Linked DNA regions of Mus musculus: all the other regions are linked to region 1. A link is a contact called in public HiChIP or PLAC-seq and Micro-C data. All regions are on one chromosome and are shown on one strand. Each heading gives the region's core, a stretch centred on a gene start, on an enhancer-like site or on the middle of the called end of the contact. The rest is flanking DNA. Distances are from core to core; before and after follow the strand shown. Region 1 holds the start of Arfgef1 (ADP-ribosylation factor guanine nucleotide-exchange factor 1(brefeldin A-inhibited)). Region 2 overlaps Arfgef1 (ADP-ribosylation factor guanine nucleotide-exchange factor 1(brefeldin A-inhibited)). Region 3 has its middle 53 kb from the start of Arfgef1.

Evidence for each region. Hi-C and Micro-C count contacts between places; a contact is called where the count stands out from the background. HiChIP or PLAC-seq counts read pairs in DNA pulled down with a chosen protein or histone mark.
Region 2: a Micro-C map of embryonic stem cells shows a contact between it and region 1, with 2.7 times the contacts expected there. The contact joins the enhancer-like site here to the promoter of Arfgef1 in region 1. A contact is called at or near these places in 2 of 484 Hi-C or Micro-C datasets (embryonic stem cells and nephron progenitors), 2 of 115 datasets of contacts at active chromatin or transcription factors (the SCID.adh cell line and embryonic stem cells) and 3 of 9 other capture datasets (adipose tissue, liver and pancreatic islet).
Region 3: an H3K27ac HiChIP or PLAC-seq map of heart atrium shows a contact between it and region 1, with 30 read pairs. The contact joins the enhancer-like site here to the promoter of Arfgef1 in region 1. A contact is called at or near these places in 4 of 39 promoter capture datasets (the HPC-7 cell line, embryonic stem cells, neutrophils and 1 more), 9 of 484 Hi-C or Micro-C datasets (the HL-1 cell line, the MNK3 cell line, Sertoli cells and 5 more), 8 of 115 datasets of contacts at active chromatin or transcription factors (the SCID.adh cell line, bone marrow-derived macrophages, embryonic stem cells and 5 more) and 2 of 9 other capture datasets (liver and pancreatic islet).

The regions. Positions count from the first base shown.
Region 1 is chr1:10,230,149-10,234,621 of GRCm38.p6, forward strand. Arfgef1 (ADP-ribosylation factor guanine nucleotide-exchange factor 1(brefeldin A-inhibited)) reads right to left here and starts at 2,522. Exons shown (of 38, transcript NM_001102430.1): 1 at 2,223-2,522. The coding sequence starts at 2,346.
Region 2 is chr1:10,168,605-10,173,077 of GRCm38.p6, forward strand. Arfgef1 (ADP-ribosylation factor guanine nucleotide-exchange factor 1(brefeldin A-inhibited)) reads right to left here. Exons shown (of 38, transcript NM_001102430.1): 21 at 4,230-4,380. Among named protein-coding and RNA genes, the nearest start is that of Arfgef1, 62 kb to the right of the region's middle. Within about 2 kb of position 2,622, at least 18 of the 459 cell types and tissues checked have an H3K27ac peak or open chromatin away from gene starts, as enhancers often do. A contact at or near this core is called in embryonic stem cells, where this site is marked.
Region 3 is chr1:10,283,564-10,288,036 of GRCm38.p6, forward strand. No RefSeq gene overlaps it. Among named protein-coding and RNA genes, the nearest start is that of Arfgef1, 53 kb to the left of the region's middle. Within about 2 kb of position 2,083, at least 74 of the 459 cell types and tissues checked have an H3K27ac peak or open chromatin away from gene starts, as enhancers often do. A contact at or near this core is called in the MNK3 cell line, the SCID.adh cell line, Sertoli cells and 4 more, where this site is marked.

The DNA.
Region 1 (4,473 bases), core at 1,272-3,771:
ACCCAAAAAACTTCCTGTAAACAAAGTACTCTGGTACTCGTTAAATGGCAAAAGATTTAAAGAGCACACCATCAAGAATTCCTATGCCTAAAAATGTCAGGGCTGCAGTTAAGGGAGCTACAGACTTTCTGAAGAAATGTAGAGCGGCAAGAATACCAGATGTATCTAGCAGAAGAACGCACTCACATTCACTGAGTCCACTACCCTTAACTGGACTGAGAAAGTCCAAGCACAGTAATACTGAACTGTAACAAAAGATGGACTTAAACCCCAGACTCTCATTTCGATGAGCTGCCAACATACTCATTTTAGTATTTGGAAAGAGAAAAAAAGTACATAAAAACCAGTTTACTTAAAACCTGTAAATGTGTATGCTTTAGCATACTGGAAATACTTTCTGGGTTTGGATATTTTTCAGTTGATAGAATGCTTGCCACTACAAATGAATCCCTGGGTTCCATCCTCTGCATTGCACCTCTAAAACAAGCCGTCATTTGTCTATAATCCCAGAATTCAAAATCAGAGACAGTGGTTTAGGAAAGTTCAAGTTGTCCTCAGCTACAAAGAAATATTAGGCCAGCCTGGGCTACTTGGAACCTGTCTGCATGCCCCCATGCCCCTTGCTTAAAAAAAAAAAAAAAAAAAAAAAAGGAAAAAAAATGGACACACATACTCTAACACAGCAAAGCTTAGTTCTTAAATACTAAAGCTTTAATTTGAATTTCATTTGTTTTTTTACCCTGCCAGGTTACTGAAAACCCTACAGCACACAATAATTTTAAAAGTTCTTAAAACCCTTCCTATCACTCCAATTAATAATGACTTCTTTCAGGACCCAAATATAAATTCAATTTTTGCAACTGTACAATAGTCTTCTCATTCACCTGGAAACGTGTTGTTAGTTACAATAACAAAATGGGAACTTATGACCAATGAAGGGCAAAGGAAGGAACTATTTAAGTCCACTATACTACTACATTAACAACAAAACACCACCAACAAAAAGGACCATTTTTTGGTGGATGTTAAACAAATCCAGTTGATGTTTTTCATATTACTAAGTATTGAGAAAAAAAGGAGGAAGGGCGGCTGTAACATTTGGAGTAAGTTAAATGGTAGTCTTAAGTCAAAACTTAAATGCAAAATTGTCTCTAACCTATCTGGACCCCTTACTTTAGCATAAAGTTAGTTTGTCCCCTTTCAAAAATGTTTTTCAAAAATCACTTTTAACCATTTTCATTTCTTGCAAAGTTGAGCTGCTCTGGTCCAGGGCTATAAACAAAAGGGTAAGCATCACAAATTTATCTGTGTTAAATGTTCTGGCTTCTCCCTTAACAATTCTCTTATTGATGGATGCACTAGACCTACCAAACCTACCGCAAACAAATCGTTATCTGCCTACAATGGTTTTATAGGTATTGTTTGGGATTTGCCCTGCTGTGGCTTCATTACACTAGACCTCTTCTGTCTGAACTATAAATCACAACTGAAGCTTGAGAACAGCTGCCACTGTCCAGACATGTGGCTGGTGGGTGTCATTGTCTTTCTCTTTTCTCTCATTTCACACACACCCCTTTCTGTGTTACCTAAAGTCAATTTATCTAAAGGTTCTTTCCTTCCACATTTCCACACAGACACGGCCACCGCCACCCCCTTAACCTCTAGTCTTGTTCTTCCAGGTCAGCCCAGTAGGTTACATTACTACTCTTTTTTCCTGTAGCTGGGGCAGAGAGATGGCAAACTCGAGGCACCTTTTGCAACCCCCTTTCTCGAGACTGTCAACGAGGGAACAACTTCAACCTTTCTTCCCAAAGTACCACGCCAAATCATAAAGTTATTGTAATTGCAATACGGAACCCTCCCCCACGCTCAGTCTCGTCAGATCGGCCCCACCTCAATTTCTAAGCTAATAAACAACAGCTCATCTTCTGCTCCATCACAAAGGATGACATTCTGTCCGCACCGCAGGGGCCACCAACAACCCTCCCCCCATCCCGTCCTGTGGACCACTCGAAGCCAGGTGCCTCGCGATCCGTAACCATCTCGAGTTCCAGGGGCCCCGGCTGGCCGCCTATCCTCCTCCACTCAGCCGGTGCCCCGCGTCCAGCCGAGTTGCTGTCAACTCCAGTCGGGCGGCCAGCAGGGCTCCCCGGACGAGCCGCCCGCCACGCCGCCCACCTCTCGCGGCCGGCACCCCGCGCCGCGGCCTCCTCCGGGCTCACCTAGGGCCACCTCGCACGCTTTGCGCAGCTGGGAGTGATGCGCCTTCTTCACTTCCTTGTCGGCCAGAATCTTCTCCAGGGCCCGGGTCAGGAACATGTTCTTCGTCTTCTTGCCCTCATACATGGACGCGGAGGAGGCGGCGGCGGCGGCGGTCCCGGCGGCTGGAGGGAAGGCGGAGGAGGGGGACGGGGACCGGGATGAGGACGGGGAGGGAGAAAGGCGAGGAGGTGGCGGTGGGGGCGAGGAGGCGTGGAGGGCAGCGGCGGCACCAGGAAGCGGCCGGCGACGCGGAGCGGCCGCGGGGCCGCCAAGGGCGTCGAAAGCCTCGCCACGCTCGAGGGGCCGCCGTTCGAGGGCCGCGCCCGTCCGGCCTCGGCGCCGTCGGCCCGGGGGTCGCTTCCCGGCCGCCCGCCTCACTCGTCCCTACGGCCCGGCGGCGGCGGCACTCGGCCCGGGCGGCCGTCTTCCCGGGGCCGAGGGCCTAGGTGGCGGCGCCTCACACTGCCAGCAGGCGCGAGGCTGCCCTAGCTACCGTGGGGACCAGCATCCGCCGCAGCCGCCGACTGGCCTCCATCACCGCCGACCTGCCCCGGACGCCATGTTGAGAGGAAACGACGCGTCACGCAGCGGCCGAACGGCTGCGGAGAGGAAGCGGCGGCGGCGGCGGTGCCAGCGCCAGCCCAGAGCTGCCGCGGCGCCGAGAGGCAAGGGGCGGAGGGCGGCGCGGGAGGAGCGGCCGGAGCTGCAACTCTACGGCGGCCCGGCGGGGACTCGCCGCCTCCCGCGTTCGCCTGCAGGGCAGCGTGGGGCGTGGCGGGCGTCCTGCTGCGCGGCACGGCGTGGCGCGGGGCTTCTGCTCTTGCGGGCTACTGGGATGCGTGATCGGAGCACAGGGGCGCTCCCAAGGCCGGGACGACAGGACCCCTGCCTACCGTGCACGGGCTTCCCCAACTTTCTGGACAGCCGGTCGCCGGGGAGCAAAGTTCCTCGCGGTCCTAGGGCCACAGGAACACCCGCGTCGCTCCCTCAGGCGCACCTGGTTTCCGCCTGCCACACGGGGTCTAAATTTCCTTCTCAGGTGTAGGAAATTGCTATCCTTGACCGATACTTTCAATTACTTCAAGATGGATCTCTTTTGCAAAACGTAAGCTAAAAACCACTGGGCGAAGATTCAGGAATATTTTCACTTTTTAAATCTCTCAATAGGGTAAATCAGTAAACCCTAGGTTTCATGCCCTTTTCTGATTGACACTGAAGTTAAGGTGAGTGCTTCTGACTCAGGTACCGCACAGAGCCCTCCCGTTCTCTACCTTTAATCCGGAGTTTTCAGAATGGAAAAGCTTTAAGAACAGATACTCCTGACCATACTGTGCCTGCTTTAATGCCACAGAACTCAAATTTCCGCATTGCTTCTGAGAGAAAACGTTAAGAATCCCATGAAATAAATGCAGCCGGTTTACAGGGGGTTCCATGCTATTGCGTGTCTCCAGCAACATGGGATCCCGGTTAGGATACAGCTTTTGCTTTCTTTTCCTTAGAGTGTGTTAGCTGTGGATTTATATTAATGCAGCAATCAGAATCCAAAGGTGTGAACGCTGCAAAGTGACAAGACTTGAGACGTATGAAAAGCCAAAGGAAATAAAAATGGGAAATCTGAAGGTGACATACAATTAAAATGGACAGATACATCAAAATGTGGTTGTCCTGAGAAATCTACAAATCCATTACCTTCATCTTAAACACTAAAATCTTCGAAATTAGAGATTCATTTTGCTCCTACATCAAATATAATGTACATTCTGTTATACATCAGGGAAACATACTCCATTTCTAATTTGTCTTTGCTTCCTAATGCTAGGGTTAAACCAGGTTTCATTGAAAGTACTATCTGAGCCAGGCGTCGTAGAGAACGACTTTAATCCCAGCACTCGGGAGGCAGAGGCAGGTGGATTTCTGAGTTCGAGGCCAGCCTGGTCTACAAAGTGAGTTCCAGGACAGCCAGGGCTATACAGAGAAACCCTGTCTCTGTTTTTAGCCGCATTAACATTCTCTAGCCTCCCTTGCAGCTAGACGTAGCCAATAGGTTAACTCATTAAACAAAAATTTTCAGAAACTACCTGCTACTCCCTTTTCCTGTTAGGATACAGCTTTGGCCGTATAGTAAAGATAGCAAAACAACAAATTCAAAAGAGTTTGAGCCTCTGAATTACTCTTAAAGCAGAACAACCCATCATCATGAATAACTGTTTT
Region 2 (4,473 bases), core at 1,372-3,871, 61 kb before region 1:
GTTAGCGCATGCTCTCAATCCCACAATTTGGGAGGCAGAAGCAAGTGAATCTCTGAGTTTGAGGCCAGCTAAAACAGCCAGGTCTACACAGAAAACCCTGTCTAGAAAAACCAACCAAATAAATAAATTAAAATAAAATAAAAATGAGGGAGCTGAAGAGATGGCTTAGCACTTGACACTGGCGGCTCTTCCGAAGAACCTGGGTTCAATTCCAAGCATCCACATGACAGCTCACAACTGACTGTAACTTCAGTTACAGGGGATTGATACCCTCATACAGATCTATCTATCTATAGATAGATGATATACACAGATATATACAGGCAAAACAACAATGCTCATAAAATAAAAGATGAATCAATCATTAAAAATAAAAATGAGAAAAATATTTGGGAGAAAAATTGTCCCTGTACTATATTTATAAAATGTTTATTTCTACTTACGTGTAACTATTTGCATAGTTTGCTTTCTATTTGATATTATAAGCCATCTAGAGATGATTTAAAGTGCACTGCAATAGTATGTGTTGGCTGTAGGGATATACTATACTCTTTATGTAAGGAATGAAATCTCAAGGACATCAAGGCTTGACTGTCAAAACACAGTCTAGGAATGGAGTGGTATGAGACTCCTGAGTGCTTGGGAGAAGGTGTGAAGAAAACAAGAGTCTTGTAACCTCCGTTTATTCAAAACATGAAATTGTTCTTGGAATGCATTTTCGTATTGCTCTGTTATCATTCAGTTAAATGTTTTAAATTATCCCTTTTATGAAAAACCCATGTTTTTGCCACATGCAGCTTGTCCTTGTGATTGTATACAGCTTGAACTCATGTGAACCTTACTCATGCGACCTACCTTAATTGCTTGGTATAAAATGTCGGGTGCTCTGAATAAAGTTGGCTATTGAATGAGAGTTTAGTCCACCTTGTTTATCAATTCCATTCTCCCAGGTCTCAGGGCCTCTAGAACAGTGACTCATGTCTGTGTTTAATGCTGTCAATATGGTTTCATAGAATGTTTGGTGAATAGATGCTAGTTAATATGGATAAACAGTAGTTTAAAGCGTCTCAGCTGTGTATGTATACACCCTTTTCCGGGTTAAATACTGAATAAAGCACTCTGCTCAGCAAAGGACCTGCTATCTATGTAAGCACTGGGACAGAGGTGAGCACTTGTTACACAGGCTGGGTAGAAACTAGTAAGGCAGCTCAAAGGGAGGCCTCTGTTCAAAAAAGCCTGAGTCAGTAGTAGTTTTCTCATAAGCAGAGTTAGAAGTAATCCCTTGACAAACAGAAATGAATGGAAGATAGAGGAAATTTAAAAAACAAGATCAAAACTATGACAAAGGACAAAGTTCACACAAAAAGCAGACATAATGGCTCATCCCTGTTATCTCGGAAGGTGAAGGCAAGAGAATCATACACCTTGACAACATAGTGAAATAGAAAATATATCAATACAGATTAAGAGAAAGTTATTAATTAAAGGATAAGAGGAGTTACTGGTTTCTACAGTTGCCTAGCAACAAGTTTTTTTTTTGGGGGGGGGTGGTCTGATGTATCTTCATGTAAATTATTTTTATGAAGGGAAATGTTAGGTCACTTTTATTATTGAAATCTAAGTAGCACTACAATACAATGCATAAACATCCATTCACTTTAAAATGTACTGAAAGTATAACGTAAAAACAAAATTCTAGGCATTTAGGCCCAGGCTTGGAATGTGACCTCTGTGTCTCAATGCTCCAAGGTATGTTAATCATAAAACAGATAGCCACATTCCTCCACCCACCCGCTTCCTGGGTTCAAAGAGTGTTCATTCAAAGAATGTGCTATAGTTAGGGGCTCTTAGAAACTGTCTTGAGAGATAACCCAAACAATTACCAGGTATTCCTTGTGACTTTTTTGACTTTGCACTTCCTTGGGACTCTTAACTGGTATCTTTGGTATTTCCCAACAACGCCCTCCCCACTTCCTTGAGTTGTGGTTTCTTCCTTTAAATACCTCCTTACCCAGCTACTCGGGGCGCCACGGTCCTCTACCCCTGTGTGGTGTATGACCGTGGCCCCGAGGGCGTTCTTGAATAAAAGTCCTCTTGCAGTTTGTGGCAAGACTGTTTCTTGTGAGTGATTTGGGGTGTCGCCTCTCCTGAGTCAGAACGTGGGGGAGTCCTCACGTTGTGGGTCTTTCAGTACTAAGTGTTAGCAAGTATCACTGTTTCTCTAAACTAAAATATATAGCTGCAAGTTTTTATTGGTGTTTAATTTCTGCTGTAATCGAATCCTGCAGTTCTACTTGCCACAGCTGACTTTGGCAACTAACCCTATCATTTCAGCCTTCCTATATTCTCTCTGACTTTTCAGTTATTCAGTTATTGACGCACATTCACCTGTCTGTAAACAGCTTTTGCCATATCTTTTGCCATCTTATGCAGTAACTATTGCTCTAATGTTTAGAAGTAGACTTCTAGGTTTCCCATGGCACTCCTGAGGCAGTTCTAAACTCTACTGCTGGACCACCAAACCTAATACACTTGAACTCAACAGCAAGGATTCATGTAGCCTCCAACAAGCCTGAAGCAGGCTGAGCCAGATTTTGTTGCCACTAAGGAGATCAGCTAGGGTGGAGCTGCCTCCCTGGATCACTCTATTGTTCTGCCACTGACACAGCTGCGACCTGCTGGGAGTCGGCCTAGCTGTTCCGGAGTCTGCACGTGGTCACCTGCAGCTGGGCTCCAAGGACGATTTGGCGGGAATGGGCTTCCCCTCTCCTTTATAAAGCTTGTCCACCATTAAAAATTTGAGCCTTGATCAGATTCCTGTCTTGGTTCCATCTCTCTCTCTCAGCCTAGTTTCCCTCTTCTTTTTCAGCTCCAGGCTGCCTCCCAGGCTCGAACCCGAACATGAGAGCCGCAGGCAAGCCCCAACAGATTCATGCTTCACATTCTGCAATGGCATCACTGAGACATTCTGCTAGATTGCACTGTTAGATTATTTTAGTTAACTACCACCAGGAACTAATTTTACTCAATCCAAATTGAAATCAACATATGGTCCTAGTCCTTTTTCTTCTCCTCTTAACCATTTTAGGTTTCCTAAGGACTGCTAACAACAACAGAAATTACTAAAGGATAAAGATAGGAAATATTCACAATATAATTTTATATTACAAAGTCTTAAAAATTTAACACTGCTGGGTCTCTGGCATACTCCTTATTGCTCCTGATCCATGCTTCTGAAGAGCTGACTGTGTGACTGTGGAGAGGGAGAGATGGTCAGATGGTACTCACTCCCCAGTCTCTAATGTAATACGAGTGTGCTAAATCCATTCTTCACACATACCTTCTTATTTAGTCCCAATAATCCTGCAATTAGATGTCTTTAGTTTGCAATGGTGGAAAACAAATCAGGAACTTAAAGGAGCTGGCACACAAGCATGAAAGAAATGTAGAAGAACTCAAACCCAAAAGTACACAAGTCAAAGTCTAAGTCTAAACATCTTCCTTGAGCCACCATGTGGTTGCTGGGAGGTGAACTCAGGACCACTGGAAGAGCAGTCGGCGCTCTTAACCGCTGAATCATCTCTCCACCCCATTCGAACTCTTTGTATTCTTTTGTTTTTTCGAGACAGGGTTTCTCTGTGTAGCTCTGGCTATCCTGGAACTCACTCTGTAGACCAGGCTGGCCTCAAACTCAGAAATTCACCTGCCTCTGCCTCCCAAGTGCTGGGTTTAAAGGCGTGCGCCACCACGCCCGGCTGAACTCTTTCTATTTTTGACTAAAAATATATTATCTTTCATTTTTTTGGCTTTTACTTTTGCTAATATGTTGGCCACTCCCAGCGCTTCTGAAAGCTTGGGTTAAGAGGTTCCACCCTGACAGAACAGTTTGCATGGGCCTACACAATGGCTTTCAAATGCTTGAGTGTGACTGATTTCTCCTTGCTCCAATCATTTCTTAATCGTAAGTCTACATGTTACTTGTCCAGTCTTAGAAGCAAGTGAATTGAAGTGTATCCTTTACATAGTTAGGAGGAAGAAACTAAGTAGCATTTAATACTGTAAACCAGACCAAGTGAAAAAAGACTAATTTCCTATTATCTTGTTTTTCTCTATAACATGTTAGACAAAGGGCAATTTCTCTAATTATATTTCATTGTCATAATAAAAATAACACAGCATGATTAAAAAAAAGTTTTGACACTTTCTAAAAGGAACTTAAAACCTCTCACCTAGCCCTAGACCAACAAATTCATCTGGAGCCTGATCTTTTGTCCCAGTGAGAGACCCTTCTCTGCCTCTCACAGTCCCAGAAATGTACCGAGGCTTCACTCCAGTTCCTATAAGTTGTGCCAGCTCTAACTGACTGATGCACTTCAGGATCTACAGCACAGAAAGAAAAAAAAAGTGAGGTTTTAAAAGTATGTATCTTAAAATATATGCAGTTAGAATGTAAAAACATTACATTATAAATCA
Region 3 (4,473 bases), core at 833-3,332, 53 kb after region 1:
CACCTGTGCTGAGACTATGCTTACAGGATGCTGACACCCAAGTGGATCATCTCTTGTAGCATAAACTACATTGAGAAGAGATTTAGGCACAGACAACAGATATTAATGAGGACAAGGACTAGCTTCCCTCAGCCAGAGGAACAGCGTTTGCAAAGGCCCTGAGATGTTGGCTATTTCCAGTACAATGGAGAATGTGGCATGTGGCTGAGCAAGGGCTGACAACAAACCCTCAGGAGCTCCGCATGTTCTGAGATTATGAAATACGCTTTTGACTCCTATTAACCAAAGAATCTCAGAACATCTTAAGCAGGGGATGACACAATTGAATTTTATCTTCTGCTAACTGGTGATAGCATAGAGTTCATCAGAACCCAGATGAGCTCTGAGGATTTCTTACTAAAATGTCATTAGAACATATTGTTTCCCTAATGCCCTTTAAATATTGGGGAGTCTTTCCCCATTTTTCCAAAGCTCTCTGATTTCCCAGTGTTACCACTAGACCTCACACAGTGACCTTCAGGCCTGGCAGCCCTCTCCCTTCAACCCCACCTGTACATGCTGGTATTTGCTGATATACAGTGGGGTTATTGCTATTTAAGTTGCTAGATTTTTTAGTCTTTTAGAGTTGTAAACATTATTTTCTTGGAGTTTCTCTACTTTTTTTATATGCCAATAATCTGGTGAAAAATTTTACTTAGCATGATGCAATTTGTAAGTTTAAATCTAAAAGGTAAATAGCAACATTCCATTTATTTAGATGAGCATGTATATACTCTAGTTAAACATATCTTTTTTTTTTTTTTTTTTTTTTTTTGGTTTTTCGAGACAGGGTTTCTCTGTGTAGCCCTGGCTGTCCTGGAACTCACTTTGTAGACCAGGCTGGCCTCAAACTCAGAAATCTGTCTGCCTCTGCCTCCCAAGTGCTGGGATTAAAGGCGTGCACCACCACACCCGGCTGAAACATATCTTATTCCAAGAAGAGGAAATAAAGATTCTTATACAAAGTATAAGTATGGCAATTTGAAATAGTAAAAAAAATGGAATTTCCTGAGTGTGATGGCTCACACTTGAAACACTAACACAACAGAGACGAGAAAGGAGGGTTGCCATGATTTCTAGGACAGCTGAAGTTACATAGTATACAGTAAGTTCCGGGCCAGTCTGGGCTATGGTGTGAAACCCTGTGTAGTGGTTTGAATAAGAATGGCACAAACAGACTCACGTGTTTGAGTGCTTGACCCACAGGAAGTGACACTGTTAGGAGGTATGGCCTTCTTGGAGGAAGTGTGTCACTGTTGGGGGGTGGGTTTTGAGTTTTCATCATGTTCAAGTTCTTTCTAGTGTGGCCCACAGCCTCCTATTGCTGTTGCCTGAGGATCAAGATGTAGAATTTTCAGCTCTTTCTCTAGCACCATGTCTATGTGCATGCTGCTATGTTTCCTGTCATGATGATAATGGACTAAACCTCTAAACTCTAAGTCAGCCCCAATTAAATATTTTCCTTTATAAGCGTTGCTGTGGTCGTGGTTTCCTCTTCACAGCAATAAAAATGCAAACTAAGTCACCCTGTCTGAAGAACAAAACAAAAAACCTTTCTGGAGATGTGCCCTCTGCTAGCCCTTGCATTAGCTCTCCTTTGTCAGCATAAGGTGAGGTCTCGGGCAGTCTAGAAATGACAGTCTTGGCTCAATTACAACTGGATTCTAGAAGGAGTTCTGGAAGTTAGATAAAAGCCAACATTCCTCAGGAACTTGAGAGACTTGTGAGAGTTCCTGTCCACCTTTCCCCATTCCCCTTGCCTCTGGCAGAAGGGACACATGGCTCTCCAATGTCACATAGCACATGGTTGCATATCAAAGGCCACGCTGGCCTCCAGACTCCCTCAGTCCCTACTCACAGGTATTTGTTCACATTTCAGAGCCGCCCTGCTGGCATGCTGTACCTTCCTGCCCAGACTCCTAGGCTTGCTTCCGCTCTCAGGCTGGCTGCCACCTCCCAGCTACTTGTCCTCCTTATAACCCCACATTATTTTCCCACCTCTCCTATAGATAGCCCTGATGGCCAGTCTGTCTGTTTCCTTTTCTTTCTGACTTCACCAGAAGAGTGTCTCTCTCTCTCTTATCTACAATAAAAATTGTTGGCATTCCTTCTCTGGTCCGCCCAACTGTTACCTAGCAACAGCCAGGTAGACCTGGCTTTCTATGAAAGGGAATCTGGCCTCTCTGACTCTGACTCTTTTCTCTCCCTGAAACTGTTTTCTCTCTCCTCTTCTCTCCACCCCTCTCTCTCTCTCTCTCTCTCTCTCTCTCTCTCTCTCCCTCCTTCCCTCCCTCTCTTTCTCCCTCCCCTCTCCCCCTCCCCTCTCTCTGTCTCTCTGTCTCTGTTTCTCTGTTTCTGTTTCTCTCTGTTTCTCTCTGTCTCTGTCTCCCTCCCTCCCTCCTTCCCTCCCTCCCTCCCTCCCTCTCTTTCTCCCTCCCCTCTTCCCCTCCCTTCTCTCTGTCTCTCTGTCTCTGTTTCTCTGTTTCTGTTTCTCTGTTTCTCTCTCTCTCTGTCTCTCTGTTTCTCTCTCTCTCTCTCTCTCTCTCTCTCTCTCTCTCTCTCTCTCTCTCTCTCTCTCTCCTCCTTTGTCCCCCTCTTCCTCTACCTCTAATCCCTTCAGGGACTCCACCTACACAGCCTTGAAGGAGTCATAAATCATGCCAGGGTCTGTGCCTTCCAATGTGGCTGCTTTAAGGTCATTCTCAATCCTACACGTAGCCCCTCACCCATTGCTCTGTACACAAGCCCCTCACCCATTGCTCTGTACACAAGCCCCTCACCCATTGCTCTGTACACAAGCCCCTCACCCATTGCTCTGTACACAAGCCCCTCACCCACTGCTCTGTACACAAGCCCCTCACCCACTGCTCTGTACACAAGCCCCTCACCCACTGCTCTGTACACAAGTCTAGTGAATATTTTGGTTCCCTAGAGTGAACTTTTACTGGGACCATAGAAGGGAGGGGTAGATGTTATTCACATCTCCTCAAAGGAAGGAGATTTAGCAACAATTGGGCTTATCCTGATAATCCAGAACAAACTCCCCACCTCAAGATCCTGAACTTAGACAGAACTGGCTACTTCCTTTTAGTTTAACATGGAACTTTTGAGGCCTGAACATTCAAAGTCAGGCACATAGCATGGGGATTGTTATTCAGTCAACCAGTTTCACTTTCTTTGGAAAATACTATTTATTTCCCTCTCTATTCACAGCTTTACTTGATTTGGGGTTACAGCTGAGATAATTGGACTCTATAGACATGCCATCCATATTGATCTGTGTAGCATACTTTCTTGGTGCTGGAGGCTGTTGAGGGAATCCTCCTTCTGCAAGGAATGAGCTATCTATCCTTGGATATGCCAGGCAGGTTTGCTCTTTCCAGTTCTCACTTCCCACTTCAGTACTCTCACACCTTCCGAAGGCACCACTGGCTGCTGGTACTCTCATCTTTGCCAAAACTCTCCACATAGTTGCCACAGCCTACAGTTACTGTGTGTTACCAGAAATACTATGAAGTAAACACTGTTATCCCACAACAGGTTTGACTCCTGAATGGAACCAGCATCTCAGCTTCATCATATCTGTTTTGCGATTGTTCTTATTAGTATAGCTTATGTCTTATTCATTGTATTAAAGCATACAACTTAATTTTCGTGGATTCTAATGCACTTACAATACTGTACAGATTTCTACTAATTCCTGAGCATTTCTAGCCCTCCAAAAGAAGCTCAAGCTCTGTAGCTACTCTACGTCCTCCCTTAATACACTGGTGGCATGTGTGAGAGCCAAAGTTACATTTTAAGTTTTTTAAAATTACTGTGACTAAGAGATCTATGAAACAAAAATATGTCTAACCTGTAAGCCCCTTGCCCAAGGACAAATACTTCCTGAAATGCTGGAGGGTATTGTTTATGGGAGATAATAGGCTACAAGTTTTCACTCCCCTGACCAAGTTTGTCTGACTCAACTGCACTGGATATACTTGATCACCTGTAGGTGGGAGTTATGTGGGCAGGGATTACATCAGGATATGCACTTGCCCCCTGATTGTACCTGATGGGAAATATGGTGGCCTTATAGATGTGCCTTTATAAACTTAAGCAAAATGTGACTCTTCTCCATTTTCTGGGAACCCAGCCAGAGTCCATCCTCTTGAGCAGTATTTAATTAAAGCTTACTTCAAATTTGGCTCAAAGATTGTGGTAGTGGTCTTATATTTCAGACAGGTAGAAGAGAGAACAGCCAGAGACATCTGGGAGAGTCCAGAAAAGAGAGAGAAAGTAGCAGACTGAAAATGACCAGCAAGTGGACCAGGCCATGAGACAGGGTAGGAACAGAGCAGACAGGGTGAGGCAAAGAGAGGCAGAGAAAGTGGGAGGAGGGAGGCAGAAGAAGGCAAAAAGAGCTTGGGCAAAGTGAGAACAATGCTGAAG